Regions from separate parts of the Mus musculus genome. Here region 2 is linked to region 1. The links are chromatin contacts, called in public Hi-C maps. All regions are on one chromosome and are shown on one strand. The core of a region is the stretch at or near the end of the contact, and the rest is flanking DNA. Distances in the headings are between cores, read along the strand shown. Region 1 overlaps Gm26843 (a long non-coding RNA gene). Region 2 overlaps Gnao1 (guanine nucleotide binding protein, alpha O).

Region 1 (5,666 bases), core at 1,738-4,237:
TGGTAGCTAGGAAAAAAGCAGAGAGAGGAGGAAAGGGCCAAAGTCCCTTATACCTCACTTTAAGAGCCTGCCTGGTACCCTGACTTCCTTGCCTTGTACTAGACCCCACCTCCTAAAGTTTCCATCACTCCCAATAGTGCTAAAGGCCAAAGACTGAGGTGTAGGCTTATAAGCCAGTGGGGGCATTTATGATCCAGACCATAACAGGTTCTAAAATCTTGCTTTCTTATTTCCACTGTTCAGAATCATCTTCTATTACATATTTGTATATAAACATGAATATGTGTACATATGTGTATATACATGAATGTGTGTACTATATGTATATATAAACATACATATATGTACATATATATTCTACAAAGCACCACATCCCCATATATGCATAGATATGCATACATGTACATATATACATATATATGTGCATTTAAAGAATGTAAAGAATATAAGAATGTATCTATTCTATCTTCCTAAAGGCATAAGTAACCACTGTGTATATTGAAACTTTGAATTGTTGCCAGTACTTTTAAATTAGAAAATTTCAACTTAGAATTCAGTGATTTTTTTTTTTTTTTTTTTTTTTTTTTTTTTTTTTTTTTGCTTCTCTTGAAAATACCTGGCAGTCTTGGGTCCATATTCCGTGATGCAAAGAAATAGCATGGGCTGTGCTACCCACTGTGCTTCCCTACTAGCTACGAGGGCTGTGTGTATTGGCTTCTTTTCTCCTCACTGACCAAATGCCCGACCAAAAGCACATTAAAAGAGGAAGGGGCTATTTGGGTTTAGAGAAGGGATACAATCCATCGTGGAAGTGGAGACAAGGTGGCAGAAACATGAGGCAGAGAATGTATAGGAAGTGGGTCTAATCTGTAACGCCTCAAGGCCCACCCCTAGTGATGGACTGCCACCAGAGAGGCTCTACCTCTTAAAGGGTTCACCTTTTCAAACTTGCACCACCACCTAGGGACCAAGGGTTCAGGCACAGGAACCCATGGAGGACAAATCACGTTCAAACCACAGCACTATGTAAGTTTAAGTTAAAATTAACTGAAAATCTCCAGTTCCAGATTACAGCAGCTAGGTATGACTAGTCGCTATTCTATTAGACAGTGAGGTCAGAGTACTGTCCCAGTGTAGGCTTTTCTGTCAGACAGTGCTGGGCTTGAACATGGCGCGTGGGGGGCAGAGGGGCATGCTTCAGTGTGTGAAGACCCCACCACTTGCTGGCATCATCTGCCTCATTGACCTCATCCGTTAAAATGTGTGTGTCTATGAAGGAGTTAGTAGCGTTTTTACCTGGGGCTGCAGGTGGAAGCCATTGCGCTGTGGGGAGCACAGCCCGAGCAGAGCCTGGGATGGGAGGAGCTATGGTCCTGAACAACCAGCGTTTGAAAACAGAGTAGCAAAGTGGGAGAAGAAATAGCAACTCCCGAAGGAAAAAAAAATACGGACTGTTTTAATCTCCACTGTGCCTTAACAAGCTGTATTTTTTCGGCTAAAAAATTAACTTCTGCCATGCAGATCCCACCAACCACACCTTGGGCCATTCTCTCTTTGTTCTCTATACTCCAGCTATATTGGGTTTCTTGGGTCACTGAATGTCCCAAACAACTCATTTCTTCGGGACCTTCACAATACCTCTCTGCCCTGACTACTCTGCACCTGGTGCTAGGCCAACTCCGCAAAGCCTGTGGATTCCAGGCAAGTGTCTCTTGAAGCCTTGGCTAGACAAAGCCCCGCCCTTAGAGTCCACAGTGCCTGGTCCCAGTCCGTGGCACTCGACACAGGATACAGTCTCTATATACTCAAATGGGCAGTGTTCTGTGTGTCTCTCTTCCCTGCTTGGCTATGCGCTTCCTGGGCACCAAAACCAGATGTGCTTTGGCCACTACTGTATTCCCTGGGCTAACAGAAAGCCTGACACAGAAGGAACACCAAAGCGGACACCTATTGCCGAAGGTCGGGTGGCTCTTCTGAATTCAACTTCAGCAGCATCAAAATGGAAGCAGCAATAACTGTTGCCCTAACTTTATAGATTAGGATAGCTTATTTTAAACTTGAGACCAAAAATTCATAAACATTTTTATCATATAAAGAAAAATGTTAGTTAAGTAAGTCTCTGCCATGAGGCTCCCTGGTGACCCCATTAAAAAGAGACATATCTTAGATCTCAGAGTCAGCCATAAGCTGGGGCCTCCGAGATATCGGGAATGAGACTCAAGGAACTGCAATAAGCTTTGCCCTCGTATCACCCAGTTAATTACTGAATGCCTTGTTTGTTGCTACTTTGAAGTTTAATTTGTTTTCATCTAACGCCTGATGAATTTCATTCCAACCGGAGGAACATTTTCTGTCTTAGCGAATCACCTCCAAATCAATCAAAAGGCAACAAACTTGCCAGGCCTTCCCTTCCCCATCTCTTAAATGAGAATAATTACCATTCTACGTAACACACAGGTTTATAAAGATCATGTGAGGTGACTCATGGGAATTCAGCCAACAAATCCTGCAAGGCGCGCGCGGGGGGGGGGGGGTTGGGGGGGACACGACCTCTTTCAGGAAAGTAGTCTTCTGGCTTCTTCTCCCAAATCTCTGTGCCTACAAATGAGAACTAGCCCAAGGCAAGAGGGAGCTTTACCTTTAAGAAGCATTCTGATATTCTGAGCTTTGACCCCCCAGTAAAGCCAGAAAGATAAAAGATAGAATTGCCAGAACTTTCAGCCTCTTCAGACTGGGCCTGGGGGGGGGGGGGGGGGGGCGGGGCAATGGCTGACTTTACTCACAATTGAGCCCCGGAGCACCAGGTGCTCCTGCCCTACCTAGCCTGCCGCTAAGAATGTCAAAGATGTCGGGGAGGGGGCGGGGTGTGACCTCAAGAGACACAGATCAGCTGGTGTGCAGCTTTTTACTCAGTACCCACCTCCACCCTGGCCAAGGGGAAGCTGCCAAGGAGCAGATTCACCTCCGTACAGCAGAGGGCAGTGGTGAGCTCATCTCGACCCATACCTAGCGCGGAGGGGAGGTTCTGCTGGGTGTGTTCAGAGCTCAGGAGCCTGGATCTGAGCTGAGCCCTCCTGCCCGTCCTCCTTCTCCCCAGACGCCGTGATCCCTTCACCCCAATTTAAATATTTACGCACACAGGCATGGAGACGCGGGGAGGCACATGCCGCCATATATTATTGTTAATAGAGTCGCTGTTGGCTCTCTCATGCAGACGCAACATAATAGCAAGCGTTGTCCAACGTAATCCCCATGAATTACTTATACCATTTAGCATCTAAATTGACCACTTCCTGTTTCTCCAAAATAAGACTGTTGCTTAAAGTTAGGGGGCCATGAGTCCATTTCACCAGGCACTTGGAGAGTCAGTGTGATTCAGTGAAGTATTCTGTTCTAGGCCCAACTCTGACACCGGCTGATGATGCTTGGGGCTTGTTGCTTTTAACCATGTGCTCCAGTTGCCTCTAACTCCTCCCTCCCCAAAAGAAAACATGGACTCTGGCCTCAGCATTCTGTTCATACTTTAGCCTCTGTGGCTGTGGGTTTCTCAGCCTCCTTCGTCATTCAGCGACAGGCAGGGGGGGGGGGGGTGTCCTGTCCCACTTCTAGTCCAGTGAGACCGAGGTGCTGCAGGGTAGGAACTTGGCAGAGCTAAGAGCTCGCTTCTTTCCTTTCTTCAGCCAGTGCTTAAATGAGTAATGGCACCTCGGTGGTCCAGGGCACCGTTTTAAGGTATGTGGGTTTATTTGACTAAATTAGAATGAGGAAACAGGTCAAAAATGAAGTCGGATGATGACTTGAAAGGAAACTGGATTCCTTCGGTCTTTTTTACCTCTGGTAGGTAGGATCCCAAAGGAGCCAGAGTGTCCAGAGGGATCTACAGCTGGGATATTAAACCTGCAGTTTGGCTGCAGGAAATAGGTTTAAGAGGGATGGGCTAGGGAAACAGCCAAATTATGAGGTTGATGACATTTCTGCTCTGTGTTTCTCCTCCCCATCCAGGGCACCTTCACGACCCATTTTCAGGGCAGCTATCCAATGGCTTCGTGGCAGACAGTCCCTCCTGACCACTCCCAGGCTCCTCAACCCCGCCCCCACAAAACTGCCCTGGTTTACTCCAGATCTCCACTTGATTGCAATGTAGGGGAATGCCTTTGGGTCCCTAAAAGACACTTTGTCTCAACAAATTAGGTGTTACTATCTATAAGGGCCAGTCCTGTGCTAGGAAACACTAGGTCATGGCCCTGCCCTTCAGCAGAGGAGTAGAGTGTGTGCCTTCCTGTGTTTGCTTCCTGGCTGTTCTTTACCTCCAGTAGGGGATCTGACCATTTTGGGTAGACTTGAGATTCAAGTTGGATGTAGGCCCTGCCCTTCAAAAGTCCCACACTGGTCCTGAGGAAACACTCACTGCCAAAACCATGGCTGCCCCACCTCCTTTACGCATTGACTTGAGCATCTGCACCCAAAAGCTCTGCACATCTTGTCCACATTCTATCTCGGGGCTCAAATGCCCTACTTATTGATAATGCATCTGAAAGTCTGTTTTCTTCCCTCTCCAAGAGAATTATGTAAACTCTCCTCAATGGAACCCTTTCCAAGAGAATTGGCCAATCCGTTGACTTATTAAAATTAACAACATGGTAAGGGAAGACACTTGGACTTCACAGGGGATAATCAGAAAATTAACCCTTTACAGGTTTTTTTTTTTTTTTTTTAATGTTCAAAGTACAGTGTCCTAGTGGGACAGAACAGGGATACACTCCTATATGGTACAACTACAGTTCCCCTCTACCCACACAATAGGACTCCATATTCCATTGTTGCTAGAAGTTCTAGATTTTTACCTCTTTGTTTGTTGTTAGGCAAGGCCTTACTATGTGGCCCAGGCTGCCCTTGAGGTCACCATCCTGCTGCCTCAACTCTCAAGTCGGGAGTCTACAGGTATACACAGCAATGCCTGCCTAAAGATGATTCCACCTAACAGAGCCATTGGTCTGGGGATTACCACGGTGGCCATTCTAAGTAAGCTTGACCTCGGCTAGGGTACTGGCAGCCATTCCCAGTGGCTCTGATCCATACATGTTAGCTGGGAAGAACAGGGGTGCCAGGTCTGTCACCAGAGCATTATATAGCAATATGAGCAGACATCCTTAGAATAGATTCTGGTCTCAGCTCTGCTAACTCAATAACCAGAGCCAAAGACATTCCCTTCTCCAAGGCTCAATTGCTTTTGACCTTGCCTTGGACGCTGACTACTGTGTAACTAGAATTTAATGAAGCAAGATTAAGGCTGTGAAGCAAACTCCTCTTAAGCCAATACTCTCACCATAATAACTACCCTTGGCTTTATTTCAGGTCTGTTCTGTATATAAAATGCAAAACCTTTGTTTAAAGATCTATTTTCATTTCATGTGTATGAAATGAAAAATGTTCATTTTGCTAACATACATGTATATGTACCACATATGTGCCTAGTGACCTCAAAGTCCAGAAGAGGGTGTCAGATCCTCCGGAATGAGTCACAGGTGGCTGTGAGGCCACATGGGTGCTGAAAACTGAGCCTCGATCCTTCCAAGCAGAACACGTGCTCTTACTTCTGAGCCATCCCTCCAGCTTGTTATCATTTAAAACAAGTTACACAATGGTGCAGATAAATGGTGCCTGGG
Region 2 (5,666 bases), core at 1,948-4,447, 230 kb after region 1:
TCAAGAAAAAAAAAACAAAAAAGCCAAGATGGAGGAGAAAAGACGACTTTCCTGTGACCTCTGACCTACACACACACATGTGCAGCACATGTATGTGTGTGTACTAACCAAAACCAGTCACAGTACGGACATTCAAAAGGGACGAGAGAGATGGGGTCTTAGGTGGAGCAACTCCTCCTCCCTGATAGTGTGTCCCGTCTGCTGTGCCCTGCAATTTGTGATGTTTTCCCACACTGAGTCAGCTTGTTCCTACACATTCCTCCTGAGAGTCCACAGGGTCCTTCCATAGCAAAGAACGTTAGAACTAGACTCCCGATAGACTTCCTGATGAACTGATCCCACCTGGAGCATTTGGCATACATCCCTCCAACACCCAGAGACCTCACATCTGCACACATCTGGAGTGTTACTCCCAGCCCAGCCAGCTCCAGATCCTGTCAGCACTGTGCCAAGTAGTGGCCCTACCCAGGGTGTGAACCTTCTGGTTGTTCTTTCCCCTTACCCTTCTGTTCTGAAATTTCTGTTCATCTTCTACCTCCCACTAGATTAAGTACAAGGACTGTGCCTGTTAGCTTACTCTTTTTTTTTTCTGTTCGCTTACTCTTGAATCCTCAATGTTGATATCTTATCTGGCACACAGTAGGGATTCAGACAATCCATGAAAGTAACTTAGGGGAGGAACTAAAGGACGTGCGTACAGACCATCTTGCTGCCCAAAAACCTTGGACCTGTCAAGGTGAGAGAGTCTTTCTGTTTTGCAGATGGGCCCATGTTTTTCTCACCTGGGATCTCCCATCATCCTCAGCTCCAGGGCCATCAGAGACCTGTGGCACAACAGAAAGGCCTCTGAGGATTTTGTCCCTGCTCTGTCACATGCCAACTTGGTCCCTATGGGCATGGATTTATCTAAGTCACAGTTTCCCATATGTGGCCTTGGAGCAGATCCCTTTCTGTGGCCCAGGCGGAGGGCATCGCGGTGAAAACATGAACTGTCTTTATAAGGGTTTAGACTGACTCCTGACACTACATACAAAGACAGGAGGCCAGGAATGTCTGTAGGAGAGGAGCCCTGTGGGACGGGGAAGAAGGCCAACTGGAAACATAGGGGAAAGTATTCACAAAGATATTTGTTTCGGGACCAGGAAGTAAAAATGCATTCCCCTTTGTCTTGCTGGCCTGGACGAGATCATGTGGCCACTCTTAGCTGCAAAGGAGGCAGGCAAATAGCTCTCTGCGGGTTAGGACAGTGGCTGTTACGTGGCAGCTCTCATAGCTTTTACTTACGCCTATCCTCTGCCCTTGGAAGAGGCCACTTTTTACACTATTTCCTAAATGTTTTCATCATCAGCCTTATATTTTGACGTCTAGCCTGAGTCCCCAGAAGGCAGGGAACTGGCCCCGTGGGCCTGGCAGTGTGCGGTAGGGCCTCATATCAAGCCAAGCCCAAACAAACCAGGTCCGGAGAGCCCTGCTGACAACGCTTTACCCTTCTAACCTTGTCTCCTCAACATGGTCACAGTGTTAAACATAATGTATCTGGTTCCCATCGAAAATAATGTGTTGCAGGTCAGCGAGGTGATCCGGGGTAAAGGCTCTTGCTGCACAGGCTTGGAGGACTCAATCAGTCCCTAGACCCATAAGGGTGGAAGGAAGGACTGACTCCCTTAAGTTGTTCTGACCTCTGCATGTGTGCTGTGGTGTGTGTTCCCTCCCATGTGCCAATAATAATAATAATTATCATAATTATTAATAACAATCTCTAAAAAATTAAACAATAAAACCATGTGCACATTTTGAGAATGAAGCAAACGGAAAGAAGACAATAGCAAGTCACTGACCACTACCACCGAAAGTGATGACTGTTGCGTTCTGTTGCTCCAGCCTATCCATCCTCCCCCTCTCCACAGCATCCATGCCCACTCCCCTAACTTACACCTACAGTGTTATTAGTGTGGCTGCACAGGACACCCACTGCACCATACCTAGTCGTATTTTCGTCTTAGTGTTTTAATGGGCTCTGTGGAGCCCCTGTGTGCTAGGGGCTTCCTGTTCAGTGTCTAGTTACACTTGTGTTCTGTGAGGCCAGGATTGTCACTGGCCACCTAGTAGGTCCACAGCTCCAGAGTTATAGTCACACTGTTGATTGGGTCAATCAAGCCTATGGTGACTGGAAACCGTTATCATGTATCCCTGAAGCAAAACTGTTCCCAGACAAATGTCTGCTGAGGTTGTGTTCCTGCTCAGACACACCCGAGTATCATTAAGATGACTCAGCCTATATGATCTCCCAGGATGTCCATTTGATAAACAGGCAGAGTCCCCACTGCAGCCCATCCCCCTCCCCAACTGGCGTTTCTCAGCCTTTTCTTGTCTTCTTCCTGGCAGGTGGAGATTCTCCAGAGATCACCTCTGTGAGTTACTCTCTCATGACTGTGACCAGTGTCAGACAAGAGACAGTTTTAAAGGAGGAAGGCTTGGTTTCTTTTGCTTCCTTGAGGGCAGTGCAGTTCATCAGGGTGAGGAAGGCAGGCCTGGGGAAGTGCCTTGATCCTCGGTGGCCAACCAGGAAGCAGAGGCAGAGGCATGGTGAAGCTCTGCTGGTGTTCATCTGTCTTCCTTTTTAATTGGTGCAGGACCCCAGCTCATGAGACGTTATCTCCTCAGCAAACCTGCTAGGGAATGCCCTTACAGATACACTCAAAGATGCACCTCATAGGCGCCGCCTCTTAGGACCAACCTCATGTCCTTTTCCTCTGGAGGATAGAAACAAGACGACCTCTGTGTACTAAACGTACCAGCAGTCGCTCCGGCTAGTGCCCTCTGGGCCCTGAACACAAAACAATGGGAACAGTTGACAGCCAGCAGTTATGGGAAGTCACCCCATTGCACAGCTAGTGCCTGGCACCACCACCCCCAAACCCCCACCCTCCAGTCTAAATCATTCAAGCTTGTAGCAGAGGATGGTGAGGCCGGGGAAGGGGGTGGGGAGCCAACTCCAGTAATGAGTTAATCACAGCTTTTGATCAGGTTCTCACAAACCTCCACACATGGAGGGAAAAACCTGTGCTGATACATTTGTCACAGTCTCAAAAGGGGCCTGTGATTCAAGAAAGGCTGCCAGGCCAGATGAGTGTGTGAGGTCCCTTCCTGCTTCCAAGCCTGTGGCTCTGTGACCATATAAGGCCTCTGTGCCCAGCAGTCTTCCTGCAGCTAAAAGCAGCCCCGCCCTAGAGAAGGGGCTGAAAGCAATGAGAGCCAGGTCTGGGCCTCCCACAGCATCTCCAAGGCAGCAAAGAGAGTCGGGGGAAGGGGTCAAGGGCTCATCATTGATTGCCTCTTCCTGGAAATTGGTCACCTGCTGTGGTCAGCTCCTGTCACCGTTCCTGTCCCTCAAGATCAACCACTTAGCAGTGTTGTGAGGAGCCTGAGTGCAGCGGGCAGCTTTGGTCCACAGTGGAATACTCAGGCTGCAGTCAACCTCGTCTGCTCAAACTCCTCCTTCCCCTGGCTCTTCTGGCTTTGTGACCCAGAACAGCCCCTCAGGGTCCTGGATTTTAAGGTGGACACTGTGAGAAATAACTTGACCTCCATTTGATTTCACCCAATACACACAGGCACACAAGCAGACTTGCCTGTGAACTCCTTGGTGGGACATATCTTGTACATCTAAGTACACACAGCTCAAGGAGAGATGTTTCCACCTTCAATGTCCCTGTGCCAGGAATTCTGGGAAGGAGTGGACAGGTGGATGAAACAAGATATCAGCAGCCAGCCAGGGTAGAAAAGAGTCAACCAGCAAATATGCCAAGAGGTGGTCTCAAATTATTGTTATCAAATATAGAACATTTTAATCATGACTTGGATGAGTGACTGAAGCTCAAGTCATGTTAGATTATGCAAAAACTAAGGAATGCTGTGGCTTGTATCAGTCAGAGGGGTCGGGATAGCTTTTGCTTCAGGCATGGGTGGTTTTAGGGACTCACACGACATCACTGGGACTTGATTCTGTTCATTCACTCAGCAGTTCCATCAAAGGCCTCTGCAGTACATGGGACTACTGGCTGTTGCTACAAGCCTTGTGGAGCTTTTCTTCTGCTTTCCAAACCCTAATCTCACTACCTCCAGGACGCAGGCCTGAGCCATCATGGGACAGAACTCCCCTGGGGTGTACCCCTGAGGACTTGGAGGGGCCCCGCTTTCCTTTCCAGGACCTCAGAACATCAGACAGGCATTGCAGTTGTGTGCACATGCATATGCATACCATGTATATGTATGCACACTGGGGCCTCTGGAACCTGGAGGTGAGGGCCTGGGGTTGGGAAAGCAGCCCAGCTTCTCACCCTCTGCCCATAGGTCACAAACAGGACCTGAGATGCCAGTCACCAGCAGTATGACCCCCACCCCCACCCCCGGGAAGTGATCTAACCTTCTCTGTAAAGAGGCAGGCGCTGGTGATTTTTATCAGGGCCTGGGGCTGCTTTACAGAGTAGAAGCAATGCAGCAGGTGGAACATTTAGCATTAAGTGGCAACCCTCACAGTCGGGCTGCCTCTGGGCCAGAAGTGAGAGAAACTGCACCGGGAGGTTGACTTTAGAATGAGACCACGACTCCTACTGGCCGCCATTTGGAGTGTCTTCCCTGTGATCTTCCTTTTTCTCTTGGGTTTTTGTTTTTGTATTTTGGAAACAGGGTCTCTTGTAATCCAGGCTGGCCTTGAATTCCTGATCCTCATGCCCCCATCAGTCTGGCTTGCTCAGCCACACCCATCTTATTTCTCAGAACAATTTACTAATGAGGAAACAAGACTGCTTAGTGAAGTCATTTCTCAGGGATGACACGGTTAGACCCTCCGCAGCAGAGGCGGTATGGGAGCAGCCTGGCTGTCACTGGAATGATGTGAGGAGATAGAAGATAAGGGGACCTTATATAATATTCGCAAAGATGTCAGCCTGAACTCTGAAAGAGGGAGAGGAGGAGGATGGTGTGAACAAGACAAGCCTGGCACTGCAGACCCTTTCCCTGCTGTCTTGTGTGGACTCCATATTCTTGTCCTAAGTGTATTCTTTGCTTGGGAATGCTGTAAAACGTTAGCCCTGGAAGCCCAGTTTAAACCAGTATTTGCCAGTGTGACAAGTTACAGGACTACTACTCATGACTGTTGAACCCTTGATCCAAATTGCATCATTTTCTACGTTTTTCTTTTGGGATACCCCAGAAACCAGGCTGACACCTGATAGGCAATAATCTGTGCATTCTGGGGATGGATCAGATGTGGTCGGAAGGACACCTGGTCAGCTTGGACACCTGGTCAGCTTGGACACCTGGGTTCTGGCCTTAGCTCTAGCTGATCTGCTGAGAGAGACTGGGCAATGGCTTAAGCTCCCAGCCTCAGTTTCTTCTGTTAAATGAATATAATGAAAACCTAGCCTTCCTACCTCAGTAGGTAGGTGTGGGAAATGAATCCATTGGCTAGCCAGGGATCTAAAGAAAGGTTTTCTCATTTTTTTCCCCATGCAACCTCTTTGCCAGAGAAATTTTTATATGACCCCAGGTGTGTGTATACATAGTATAGGTAAGCAAATCAAGAGTTTAATGGTGATAAAACATTTTTAAGGTTAATTTTAAACCAACTGTTTGGTATCCATGTATTTTTACCATTTGTTAAA

The links. Hi-C and Micro-C count contacts between places; a contact is called where the count stands out from the background.
Region 2: a contact with region 1 is called in a Hi-C map of cerebral cortex, with 2.7 times the contacts expected there. The contact joins two enhancer-like sites. A contact is called at or near these places in 1 of 15 datasets of contacts at CTCF or cohesin (large pre-B cells), 2 of 484 Hi-C or Micro-C datasets (the N1E-115 cell line and cerebral cortex), 3 of 115 datasets of contacts at active chromatin or transcription factors (embryonic basal ganglia, heart atrium and neural progenitor cells) and 2 of 9 other capture datasets (adipose tissue and pancreatic islet).

Annotation. Positions count from the first base shown.
Region 1 is chr8:93,658,949-93,664,614 of GRCm38.p6, forward strand. All of the region lies in intron 3 of Gm26843 (a long non-coding RNA gene), which reads right to left. Among named protein-coding and RNA genes, the nearest start is that of Gm30606, 58 kb to the right of the region's middle. Within about 2 kb of position 2,988, at least 41 of the 459 cell types and tissues checked have an H3K27ac peak or open chromatin away from gene starts, as enhancers often do. A contact at or near this core is called in cerebral cortex, where this site is marked.
Region 2 is chr8:93,886,069-93,891,734 of GRCm38.p6, forward strand. All of the region lies in intron 2 of Gnao1 (guanine nucleotide binding protein, alpha O), which reads left to right. Among named protein-coding and RNA genes, the nearest start is that of 4930488L21Rik, 75 kb to the left of the region's middle. Within about 2 kb of position 3,198, at least 78 of the 459 cell types and tissues checked have an H3K27ac peak or open chromatin away from gene starts, as enhancers often do. A contact at or near this core is called in cerebral cortex, where this site is marked.